Regions from separate parts of the Mus musculus genome. Here regions 1 and 2 are each linked to region 3. Evidence: chromatin contacts called from public Hi-C and HiChIP or PLAC-seq data. All regions are on one chromosome and are shown on one strand. The core of a region is the stretch at or near the end of the contact, and the rest is flanking DNA. Distances in the headings are between cores, read along the strand shown.

What was found. Hi-C and Micro-C count contacts between places; a contact is called where the count stands out from the background. HiChIP or PLAC-seq counts read pairs in DNA pulled down with a chosen protein or histone mark.
Region 1: a contact with region 3 is called in an H3K27ac HiChIP or PLAC-seq map of embryonic stem cells, with 7 read pairs. The contact joins two enhancer-like sites. A contact is called at or near these places in 1 of 15 datasets of contacts at CTCF or cohesin (the NIH/3T3 cell line), 4 of 484 Hi-C or Micro-C datasets (double positive thymocytes, embryonic stem cells and uterus) and 3 of 115 datasets of contacts at active chromatin or transcription factors (all in embryonic stem cells).
Region 2: a contact with region 3 is called in a Hi-C map of embryonic stem cells, with 1.6 times the contacts expected there. The contact joins two enhancer-like sites. A contact is called at or near these places in 5 of 484 Hi-C or Micro-C datasets (the G1E-ER4 cell line, cortical glia, embryonic stem cells and 1 more) and 2 of 115 datasets of contacts at active chromatin or transcription factors (both in embryonic stem cells).

Annotation. Positions count from the first base shown.
Region 1 is chr3:15,158,578-15,162,200 of GRCm38.p6, reverse strand. No RefSeq gene overlaps it. Among named protein-coding and RNA genes, the nearest start is that of Gm33819, 3.1 kb to the right of the region's middle. Within about 2 kb of position 2,015, at least 14 of the 459 cell types and tissues checked have an H3K27ac peak or open chromatin away from gene starts, as enhancers often do. A contact at or near this core is called in embryonic stem cells, where this site is marked.
Region 2 is chr3:15,228,982-15,232,396 of GRCm38.p6, reverse strand. No RefSeq gene overlaps it. Among named protein-coding and RNA genes, the nearest start is that of Gm33819, 73 kb to the right of the region's middle. Within about 2 kb of position 1,671, at least 16 of the 459 cell types and tissues checked have an H3K27ac peak or open chromatin away from gene starts, as enhancers often do. A contact at or near this core is called in embryonic stem cells, where this site is marked.
Region 3 is chr3:14,997,995-15,001,452 of GRCm38.p6, reverse strand. All of the region lies in intron 3 of A930001A20Rik (RIKEN cDNA A930001A20 gene), which reads right to left. Among named protein-coding and RNA genes, the nearest start is that of A930001A20Rik, 29 kb to the right of the region's middle. Within about 2 kb of position 1,377, at least 28 of the 459 cell types and tissues checked have an H3K27ac peak or open chromatin away from gene starts, as enhancers often do. A contact at or near this core is called in embryonic stem cells, where this site is marked.

The DNA of each region.
Region 1 (3,623 bases), core at 766-3,265, 160 kb before region 3:
AGGGGGGGAGTGGGTGGGTAGGGGAGTGGGGGTGGGTGGGTAAGGGGGACTTTTGGTATAGCATTGGAAATGTAAATGAGCTAAATACCTAATAAAAAATGGAAAAAAAAATAAAAAATAAAAAAAAAAAAAAGAAAGTTTGGTAATGAAAGGAAAAAAAAAAAAAAGAAGGCTCTGAGGATAATTTTCTATATTTATTTGTATAGCTGTGGTGTCACTTATAGAAATGAAAAACTTAGGGACAAGCACATCTCTGCAGTTGTGTAGAAGACACATAAATTTTGAGGTAATTTAGTGTGGGGAAATAAAGCTGAATATGGGTAGGATGCAGAAGAAACTTGAAACAACAAGAAATGAGTGAAGAAACTTAGAGTTAGAAGAGCTCGACAGTTAGGACAAAGCATTGACAAGCACCAACATGCAAAGCTTAAAAGTGGGAGGAGAAACCACCAGGGACACAGAGGAAGAACAACATCACATATACACCCAGATCCACTTGAATGGTGGCAATCCTTTGGTTCTGTTTGTGAAGAACCAAAGTAACATGTGTTTACTCAGGTCTTACATTTGGTCTCCTATAGCTTCTCTATGTTCTTCTACATTGCTCCACATTTCCTATGTTTCACCCCAGATTGTGTCAGAAATTTAGGCTGGAAAAGAAAAGTCCAAGTTCATGGGTTATAATAGGTAGGGAAGAGTAAATATAAAATTATCAGATCATGTTTACTCTATGTATTTACTATGTGCCTGGACTGCTTAGACATTTGTCAGGAAAAGCAAAAATTTAAGTCTTAATCTTGATAAGGAAGGGGAAAGAAAGAAATGGAAAGAGAGAGGAGCAGACAAAAGGGGAAAAGAAAGAGGGAGATATTAAGCAATGATGGTTTTTGATTAGATTAAATATACTTCAAGTGTAGCTCAAAGTCACATTAGAAAGACTGCCTTTGAAACTGTTACTAATTAAATTATTAGTATAATCATCATACTGAGAGTCATTTCAGGGATAAATAAAATTCTCAGGTAAAATTGTAGAAAATTGTATAGCCTCTGGAAAATATGTACAAGTTCCAGAGGTGATGTCTGCCTTAGCAGCCGAATATAACGACCTAGTGTAACAAAGGACCATGATGGCTTCAACAAATAATCAAACATTGCTTATCTCTTAATGACTTCTTTCTCTTTTCCCTCAGCATACCTGGATTGATGTTTGGTAAACTAACCAAGGAGATTCCTATGACCTTGGGAATCCATCTTCACTGAGATTATTGTGGATCCAAGAACCAAACAAAGGTAAAGAAAAGAAACAGGATCAGTGGACATAGATCTATGGGTAACTGTCTAAATGCTGTTGGACCCAGTTCACTTCTGTGTCTTATTTTTGTGGAATTTTGCCACAGTAGACAACTGTAATGAATTCAAATGCAACCTAAGAAATATTTTTTTGTTTGTGTCTTGTTCCTTGTCTGCTTGCTTTGTTTATTACAGAATCTATTTCCAGCAAATCATGTAGTGGTACCTAACAATTCCTGCATGGTGTTTAAACCATTGTGTAGTGGCCCCATGCTATGTCATGGTGCTGTGTGCATTTTGGGAGTGCCAGCTGTGTTTCTGCATCCTTAGCTTCCTCGCTTTCAGAGTGTCCAGACTCTACTGCATACCAGACTGGAAGGCTGAAGCAGAGTATGAAATGGGAGGGGTTCTACAGGATCCTGCTCTGGCTGGCAGGGAGTATAGGGGGTAAGGGGGTGAGGGAAAAAGGCCTTATCTGAGAGTCTTCAATGAAACAGTTCTATCAGACAATCTTAGCTTGTGTATATCCCTTTATTCTTATGCATATCTCTTTATTTGGGGTGGGCTTGTATGTGTACACTTATTTGGGGTAAACCAGGGATATATATGGACTTTGGGGAGTGGGAATTAGTTTTCAGAGTAAATGAAAATCACTGGCTAGAGTTTACAGTTCTATGAAGCCCTCCTTTGGATGGAGAAGCATTCCAGGAATTCCAGGTACTTGCTGGACTGGTTCTTATCTGGAAAAGAGGAAGTTGAAAAGAGGAAGGTCACTCAAGGACTACTCAACCCCCCCACACCGCCCCACCCCCACCCCCACTCCCCAGTAGACAGTGGGTGCCGCAGACCCTCTGGGTCCCTGTGTCTGCGTGGAACGGGGTCTCTCGACACGGGTGGGCAAAGCGTGGATGAATGACAGACAGACACACACACAGGAGAGTTTGTGTGGAATCTGAATGTAATTTTTCAAATCGAACATCAGACTTTTTATGCAGAAGACAACAAGGTAGTTGGGTGACATACCCACAAGGTACAAATGAGGTAACCGGATGCTTAATGACTCTTACACAGAACAGAGGAAATGAAAACGCAAAGACTGGCAGGAACTAGGCAATAAAATAACTGAGACAGAGTCAGCTCTATCTAAGGTCAGCTATAGTCTTAGAAGCCAGGTGTGAGAACTTTTCACTTCTAGGGCAAGGGCTTTCACACCCAAGTCATGGTTCTAACTAGGGAGTTCCGTTCTAGCTAACCATCTCATAAATAATGCAGTACTCTAAAACCACAGCCGGATCTACTTCCTAAACCATTGTAAATTCCTGTATATAGGTGTAATTTAGCTATAATTCTAAATATCTATTCTGGTTTCTCCTACGGTCAGAAACTTCTTACTTCCTTAGTGATGGTAAATTCCTGTGAAGGGCAGTGACCTAACTTTTCCTCAAAGAGATAGTGTAATACCAGGGGCAGTACTGAATTCCAAGCCCAAGGTCTTGCTAAGGACGAACTAGGACTGTTGGAACACTGGCGGACGGCTTTAGCTATGTCAGAATTCAATCTTAAAAGGCACTTATGATAGGAAAATATTGAAAGAAAGCACGTGGATCCATGCACTAGACTAATGCGGGAATGGAACGCAGGAATGAAAAATTACTGTATGGGTAGGGAACGCTAGACTCCAGGAGGAGAGCTTCCTTGAAACTCTTTTGCCTCATGAGTGACTTTTAAGCTTTTCAGCTTGTCCAGTTGACTCGACCGGAGAGCGGAGAGCGTAGCAAGTGGGGGTTTGGGCTGCCCAGACAAGGTCAGAGAAGAAGTCCTGCTGGTAAAGTGACTCACCCAGTTTGTTCAGAGCTCAGAGAGCTATCTGGACAATAGTAGACTGAGAGTTTATTTAGCAGAGTCCAACATCATGGTTGCTCTTGTGACAGGTGGAATACAGCAGAAGGGTTGGGTGGGATATCTGTACTTAGAGGATATCAGGACCTGGATTTTTAAAATTATCTTATTCCATCTTTTGGACCGATCACTCAGAAGCCATATCCAATATTGTAAGGTCTGTGGAGCTCTTTGTGTGGAGGCTACAGACAACACAATACAGTAGCTATATAAAAGAACCATCTGGGAATTGGATCCTTCATGCCTTTTGTACATCTTGCAATTACATTGTAATGCCCAGAAAGAGTAAACCAGACCAGAAGAGTAAGCTGTTCCCAGGCTTTCAACTCTCAGAAAACATGTCATGCAATAAATGTTTGTTTTGTGTTTCTTTTGACATGTTAAAGGACAACAGTATTATCTTTCTTTCTTTTTTGTCCCAATGCTGACATTGT
Region 2 (3,415 bases), core at 422-2,921, 230 kb before region 3:
AAAAGGTGTGCACCACTGGATCCAGCTGGAAACCTAGCATATTAGACTGGAGTTGTGGAGGAGCTTCGGACACTGATTCACGGCAATTGACAAATTGTACTTGGATAAGGATGTACTATGTACATCTTTAGAAGTCGTTCAGCAATGTCCAGTTTTGCTTAACTTTCTTCTCCAACTGTAAATGCTGAAGGTCATTTTCACTAAGATTTGTGTTAGTTACATATTATAACCCACCTCCAAACTTAGTGGCTTAAAGCCACGTGTTTACATTTGTATGGGTCAGAATTTGGGGATTAGCTCAGTTAGGCAATTTTGGATAGACGCGGGACACCTGTACACTAAATCACAGCCCTGAGAGTTCAGTAAGAATTACAAGCATCACACACAGCCTCCCTCTTTTCTTAAACTGATTCTCAGTACAGCAGACTCCAAGAGCCCAGGCAGAAGAACTGGTTTGCTCCCAATACAGATAACAAAGAGCACTGCAGCCTGGCATCTAGAGTACTTATCCATTCAATTTGCGTGCGTTTTGCAAGTTTCAGTCATGTGCCAGACAGTTTCCTAAAAAAGTGGAACACAGCCACGGGGAAAGTCGTTTCTCCTTTTGAGAAAAAAAAAAGAACAATTATAATCACAATGTCATACTTTTTAGAAGATATCATGTAATATCTAGGAACTAGGTCAGGCAGAAACAAAAGAATTTTTTAAATTCCTTCTTAAAGGATGACTTGAGCAAGAGAAGCTCTTTGATCTCATATTACTGTGGTACATACCAAAGGCTGGCGATGTTAACTGACAGGCACATGGGATGTGTTTATAATAATGGCCCTTTTGTGGTAAGAGAATGATTAAGGGTTTTCTAAGGAGCAAAATTACATGTAGCAGCATAGCAGAGACCTCAACAAAGATGTGGATAGACAAGTAAGAATTTGAGTTTTCTGGAAAACAATTACAATAAGAAATGTTATTAAAAGAGAAAATGTAGCAGTATTGACCTTGTGCGACTCCTCATATCTCTTATTCTATATTTCTAGCATAGCATACACGCGCATAATTTTCAAGTGTGGTGTGGATGCTAAGGAGGTGCTCCCTATCCAGCACCTTCCTCTGTCTCTGTCTCTGTCTCTCTGTCCTTGTCTCTCTCTTTCTCTCTCTCTGATATATATATAGTGTTTATAAATTGTACTTTCACTTTTACATTATAGAAATTTATTCAAATAAAGTAGGAAATGTAGTAGAAATTTCATTCTCAGAGGTAAAAATGTTCTTTGGATAAACTGATATTGTTCCACGTTCCACGTTCCACTGAGTTGTGAAAACTCTGCCTGACACTCAGACGCTAGTCTACACTTACCTTATGCCCACTGTCCAGTGATGGACTCTCAGGAAACACTGATCAGCTCAGGTGGCAGGAAAACACAGCCAAAGATGTGGGAAGCTGAAGCTGGGGGTTCCCAAGCTCCCAGGTGTCCAGTCGCCGCTGAACACCAGAGTTGGGAACGAAGGAGGCCAACAGGTACCTCAAGGAGTCCCAAACTCCTGGAGATACCACTGTGTCGTGAGAAGGAGGGAAGCGAAGAAGGCTGTGGGCTGAGGACAAGGCCTAGGCCACGGGGAATGAGGGACTCCAGCTTAGCTCGCCTGCAATTGCTCTTGGCTTAGCAGTGATTATCTAGGAGTGTGGAGAGGCCTTCTGCAGGAGGCAGACTGTGCGGCTCTGTAGGCAAAGGGTTTCTCCATGGCGATTCTTGATTTTAAAAAAAAAGTGTCTTTGGCTCCAAACTGTTTATTGATTGTTCGTCGTGAAAAATAGGTGCATACCACCTCCTTAAGGAGGACCAGAGATTAAATAACTTTTGCAGGAAGGGATGTCCAAGAAGGGAAGCTTATGGGCTAAACCCTCGGGGCCTCTAAATACTCAATTAGCGTGGAGAATTCTATCCTGATCTACATGAATAAAGCTCACATTCCTATGTAACGAGTATCCTGATCTACATGAATAAAGCTCACATTCCTATGTAACGAGTGTGGTCACCTGGCAAGAGCCTAGTCAGAAGCAGGTGAAGCTCCTGCCTTCCTCTCAGAGTTTCTATAGTTTCCAACTCACTCAACCATTCCAAGTTTCCTAGCACAGTCCACTGTCCCACAAACATATGAGACATCATTTCCTCACAGTTATATTAATTGAACTTTTATTATACACGTTGTTTTTCTTAGTATGATTTCATAGTAGCTCGGAAATAATAGTTTTATTGTGAAACTTATGGCAAGTATAATTGAATTCCCGACTCATCAACACTACTGACAAAAGAGTTACCTAAGTTCAGAAGTATTGTAGGAAAAACTATTTCCATTGGGAAGACCACCGAAACATACATTCTCTCTCTCTCTCTCTCTCTCTCTCTCTCTCTCTCTCTCTCTCTCTCTCTCTCCCCTGTGTGTATGTGTCTGTCCTGCTGTCCTGTTTGTCTGTCTATGTGTCTTGTGTGTCTCTGTGTGTCTCTGTGTGTTTCCCTCTAAAGAAACAATAGTTCTAACAATATGAACTAACCAGTACCCCCAGAGCTCCCTGGGACTAAACCACCAATCAAAGAAAACACATGGTGGGACTCATGGCTCTAGATGCATATGTAGCAGAGGATGGCCTAGTTAGTCATCAATGGAAGGAAAGGCCCTTGGTCCTGTGAAGGTTCTATTCCCTAGTATAGGGGAAAGACAGGGCCAGGAAGTGAGAGTAGGTGGGTTGGTGAGCAGAGGGAAGGGGGAGGAGATAGGGGATTTTTGGAGGGGAAACTATGAAAGGGGATAACATTTGAAATGTAAATAAAGGAAATAATAAAAAAGAAATGCAAAAAAAGAAACAATAGTTCTGGTTTAAAATTACGTATATATGCATTTAGACTTATAATTAAATAGTTTAAAATGTCCATGTTTGGAACTCATGGGTCTTAAACATATTCCAAAAGCATAATGCTGCTCCTATTAAGTCACATATCAGAACAGCAAACATATACAGAAAAAAGCTGGTATTCTTATATGAATAACAGAGAGGTCAGGGGTGTTGTTACCAATCTTTAAGGCAATAATATTTTTCCCACAAAATTCACAGAGGTTCCCACATTTCATGGAACTTGATTAAATTACTGCTGCTTCTTGGCACCTACCAATAATAAGGTCCACTCAAATAAAAAGACAAAAAAAAAAAATTGGTGTTTTCCTAGGTCTGGTTGACTGCTGAAAGACAGATTCAGTGACAAAGCTGGCTGGTTCTCTAAAACTGGTCTCTATCACCAAGCTCTAGCCAAGCTAGAGGATGTTCTTTTATTTGTCTGTTTATTTTTGAGACTGTGTCTTCCTTGCTAAGTACTCCAGGCTGGACTTAATCTCATGGTGCTCCTACTTCAGCCTCTTGAGT
Region 3 (3,458 bases), core at 128-2,627:
ACAGTCTTAGATTTTCTTATTTCAGAGCATCCTGGCCTTGTGCTAGAAGGGCTAAGGGCAACCAACACTGTTAAGTAATTTTTGAAGCACAGCTCAGAATTGTCTTATGATAGAGCTGAAAGACTTTCAGTGCTTGAATTGTTTGGGATAAGGGGAGGAGGGATAAGGTACGAGAATATTGTCAATAAACATGGATTAGTACCATTCAGCACTGGATTAAGCTCACACTGTAGTACAGTCATAGGTAATGCATTTTTCTTTCTTTTTTTCTTTTTAATTTTCAAAAATGTGTTCACTTTATACCCCACTCACTGTCCCCACCCCCCATCCCTGACCTTCTCATATGAGAGGATGGCAGCCCCCTGGGTGTCCTCCTACCCTAGCACTAGATAATGCATTTTAATGATTAACATGTTTGCATGATGAACTCAGTAATCTCTGATTCAAAGATGAGGAGCTGAGGTGTAAGACTCTGACAAGCCTTATCTGTAGGTGGCCAATTGTAAGTAGGTCCATCCTGTGGAATGTGTCTATATGCTCTGGGCCTTCCCCACCCGCAGGTGGCAGATGGTTGGTAACCCAGCCCCCCCCACCTCCCTCCCCGCTGTGGTCTGAGGAATGTTAATTAGCCTCTCCCTTCCAGAGTGCCTAATTGTTATGCGACCTTTCTCTTCCTGGAGGAGAGGGAGGGGTCTGGTGAAATTTTCCAAAGGTCTTGAACTGTCCCTAAGGGGACAGACACAAGACACTAAGTCTCTTATTCAGTCACCCATCAGGTATATATCAGCTCCACTGATAAATCAATGGATGCTTCTAGCAAGTAAAATATATTACTATAGTCTATGGTAGACATGTTACCTTAACTGGAACAAGATAAGGCTCCAGAGATCATCTGTGTCCCCAGATCTTATGAAAATACTAAGATACAGTAGAGGACTCTGGGTCAGTGACTGTTCTTTGAAGACTCAAGGTTTATTTAACACCAGAGAGAATATGGTGGCTGTTCAGAAATGAATGAAAGAATATCTGGGGCCACCCAGAAAAACAAAGAGGCCTACTTTAAGGCATTTGGGGAAGGTGGGAGGAAGTGAATAGGGAATGTAGAGGAGGTGTATCTTTGATACATTCACTGAATGGGCAGAGAGTCCCATAGCTCTTTGATGTCTGAACTTTGCAAACTCAGAAGCTATTTGCCTCTTCCTGTAGCTCCAGGAATCCCAGGATCAACTGAGACAAACAGGCTGCCAGAGTGAGTGTCCAAGTCTCTAGGTGTTAGAATTTTTTTCCTGGAAGTTCAGAAGCCCAGGTAGCCACAGACTCATAGAATGTTCCCAGTAGGGTGCCTGCTAGCCTGGAGGAAGGCAGAGAGTGGTGTTTTGATTAGTGTTAGAATACAATTGAAGGCCCACTACAGAAAAGCTTCATCTCCTAGTCAAAAGAATGTACCTCCCTGTGGAGCCTTGCATTGTTTCCTCCTCTTAGAGTTAATACAGTTGGGAAGATCATTGACCTAGCCATGTTACCACACCCTCAGGAGCATGAATTCACCTTAAAGATGATAAAGACATAGTGACAATGTACTTTTCTTTCCAAGAACTTCTGTCTGTAAAAGCTGTCATGAGATTCTTTTGGATCTGTTCATTATTTTGAGCCCTGTCCCCTGCTGTAACTTTCTTTTCTATCTCTTTATTTAAGATGATGAACAGCCTAGGTATATTTTTCTAACCACTTTGGACTACCTTAATCTTGTTTTAAAGTTCACTGTGTAGCTGGTCTAAACCAGCTGTGAACTCTATTAGCTACAGCCAAAATGAGCCCATTGGTGTAATGTTGACATGACTTTTATGGAGGCAGCGAACCATTTCCTAATTGGATGTGAGGCATACCTACTACTGTAAACATTGTCAAAACCCCATGTCTGAAGAAGTCTTAGACCCTGGAGGGGAACCTAATCCTACAGAAATATTTGAGTGTCTTAGAATGATGGAGACTTTCTCTTCCTAGGGAGGTAAGGATTCAGGAAAACTCCACCCTGAGCCAGGAGCTTTCAGATTGTCTTATAAATTTGAAGGATGAGAAGATGCACCTTACCCTCAAGGGGCTTAAGGTCCCAGGGAGTGGGGAGTTCTGACGGGGTAAGGTGAGGTGGGGTGGGAAGTGGGGACATCCTCTTGCATCTGGGGGACTGGGAATGGGATAAGGAACTGTTGGAGGGCAGAATGGGAGGGGGATAACAACTAGATTGTAAAAAAAAAAAAAAAAGATTAAAGATAATTAAAATAAAAACAAACAAACAAATAAATAAATTTGAAGGATGAAATTTACAGATCACAAGAAGTAGTTTTAGAACAAAGTTTATTAAAAGATTTATGAATATTAACAAAAGAGAGAAAGAGTAAGAACAGAGCTCTTATATACCAGGATGGGTTTCACAAATCATGTATATTATCTGGGATCTTTTTAAAGGATTATGACAGAAATTAGAGTGAGGTTGGTATCCAAGTACCTCATCTCACTTCCAGTCACCTAGGCATGTACAGACTTTTGGCAGAGATGCTCATTTAGAAACAACAACAACAAAAATGGAACCAGAGACTAACAAATACTTTAGTACTGAAAAGGTCAGCTCAGGAACTTTAGAAAATTCCACTGGACCCCTCCCCTCCTGGAAGTGAAAGGTCATAAAGAACACAGGCACCCCTCCTCTCCAGAAGGGAGGGGCTAATTACATTCCTTCGACCACAGGGAGGAAGGACTGAACTTGTAGACACTTTCTGAGACCATTGACCATTCACTTCATTCGCTAGAGACCAATTAGTTTAAAAGTCACACTGTTCTGCCAATCACATTGAGCCTAATGGCTGCTGCCTGGAGAACTGTATAAAGGCTTGCTGGATGGGTTGTGCATGGTCATTCTCTCTCCATGTGCAGGGCAACCCCAACATGTTAGAACAATAAATTCCTCTTGCTTTTTACATCAATTCCCAACTCTGTGTCATTCACTCAGGGAGTCCTGGTAAGCTAAGGATCACCAGAGTCTTACAACACTAGTCAGGGTAAAACATGGATTCTAGAGGAGAACCTAATGTGGCCACCTTCCAAAACTAATGCAATCTCTAACTACATTTTAAATATGTATCCTTATAATCAGAGATAAGTGTAGCTCTCACTCCTCAACAACAAGAAAATGCTTCTTTTTGCAGGAGACAATTAGAGAGAGCCACAACTACTCAAAATTCAAAGCAAATGACCACGTGATGCCCAGCTTCAATTGATATATCTACAGCACAATGAATACACCTAAGACTAAGTGGAAAATCACAGAAGAGGAGACAGAAAAATTGTAAAATCCAGAGGACTAGGAAGTCTGCTACAAGATTATGTCTTTTAGATATGCCAGGGAAGTACAACCATGAAACCTCAATACCACAGCTACCTAAACAAGATCTGAGAAATTC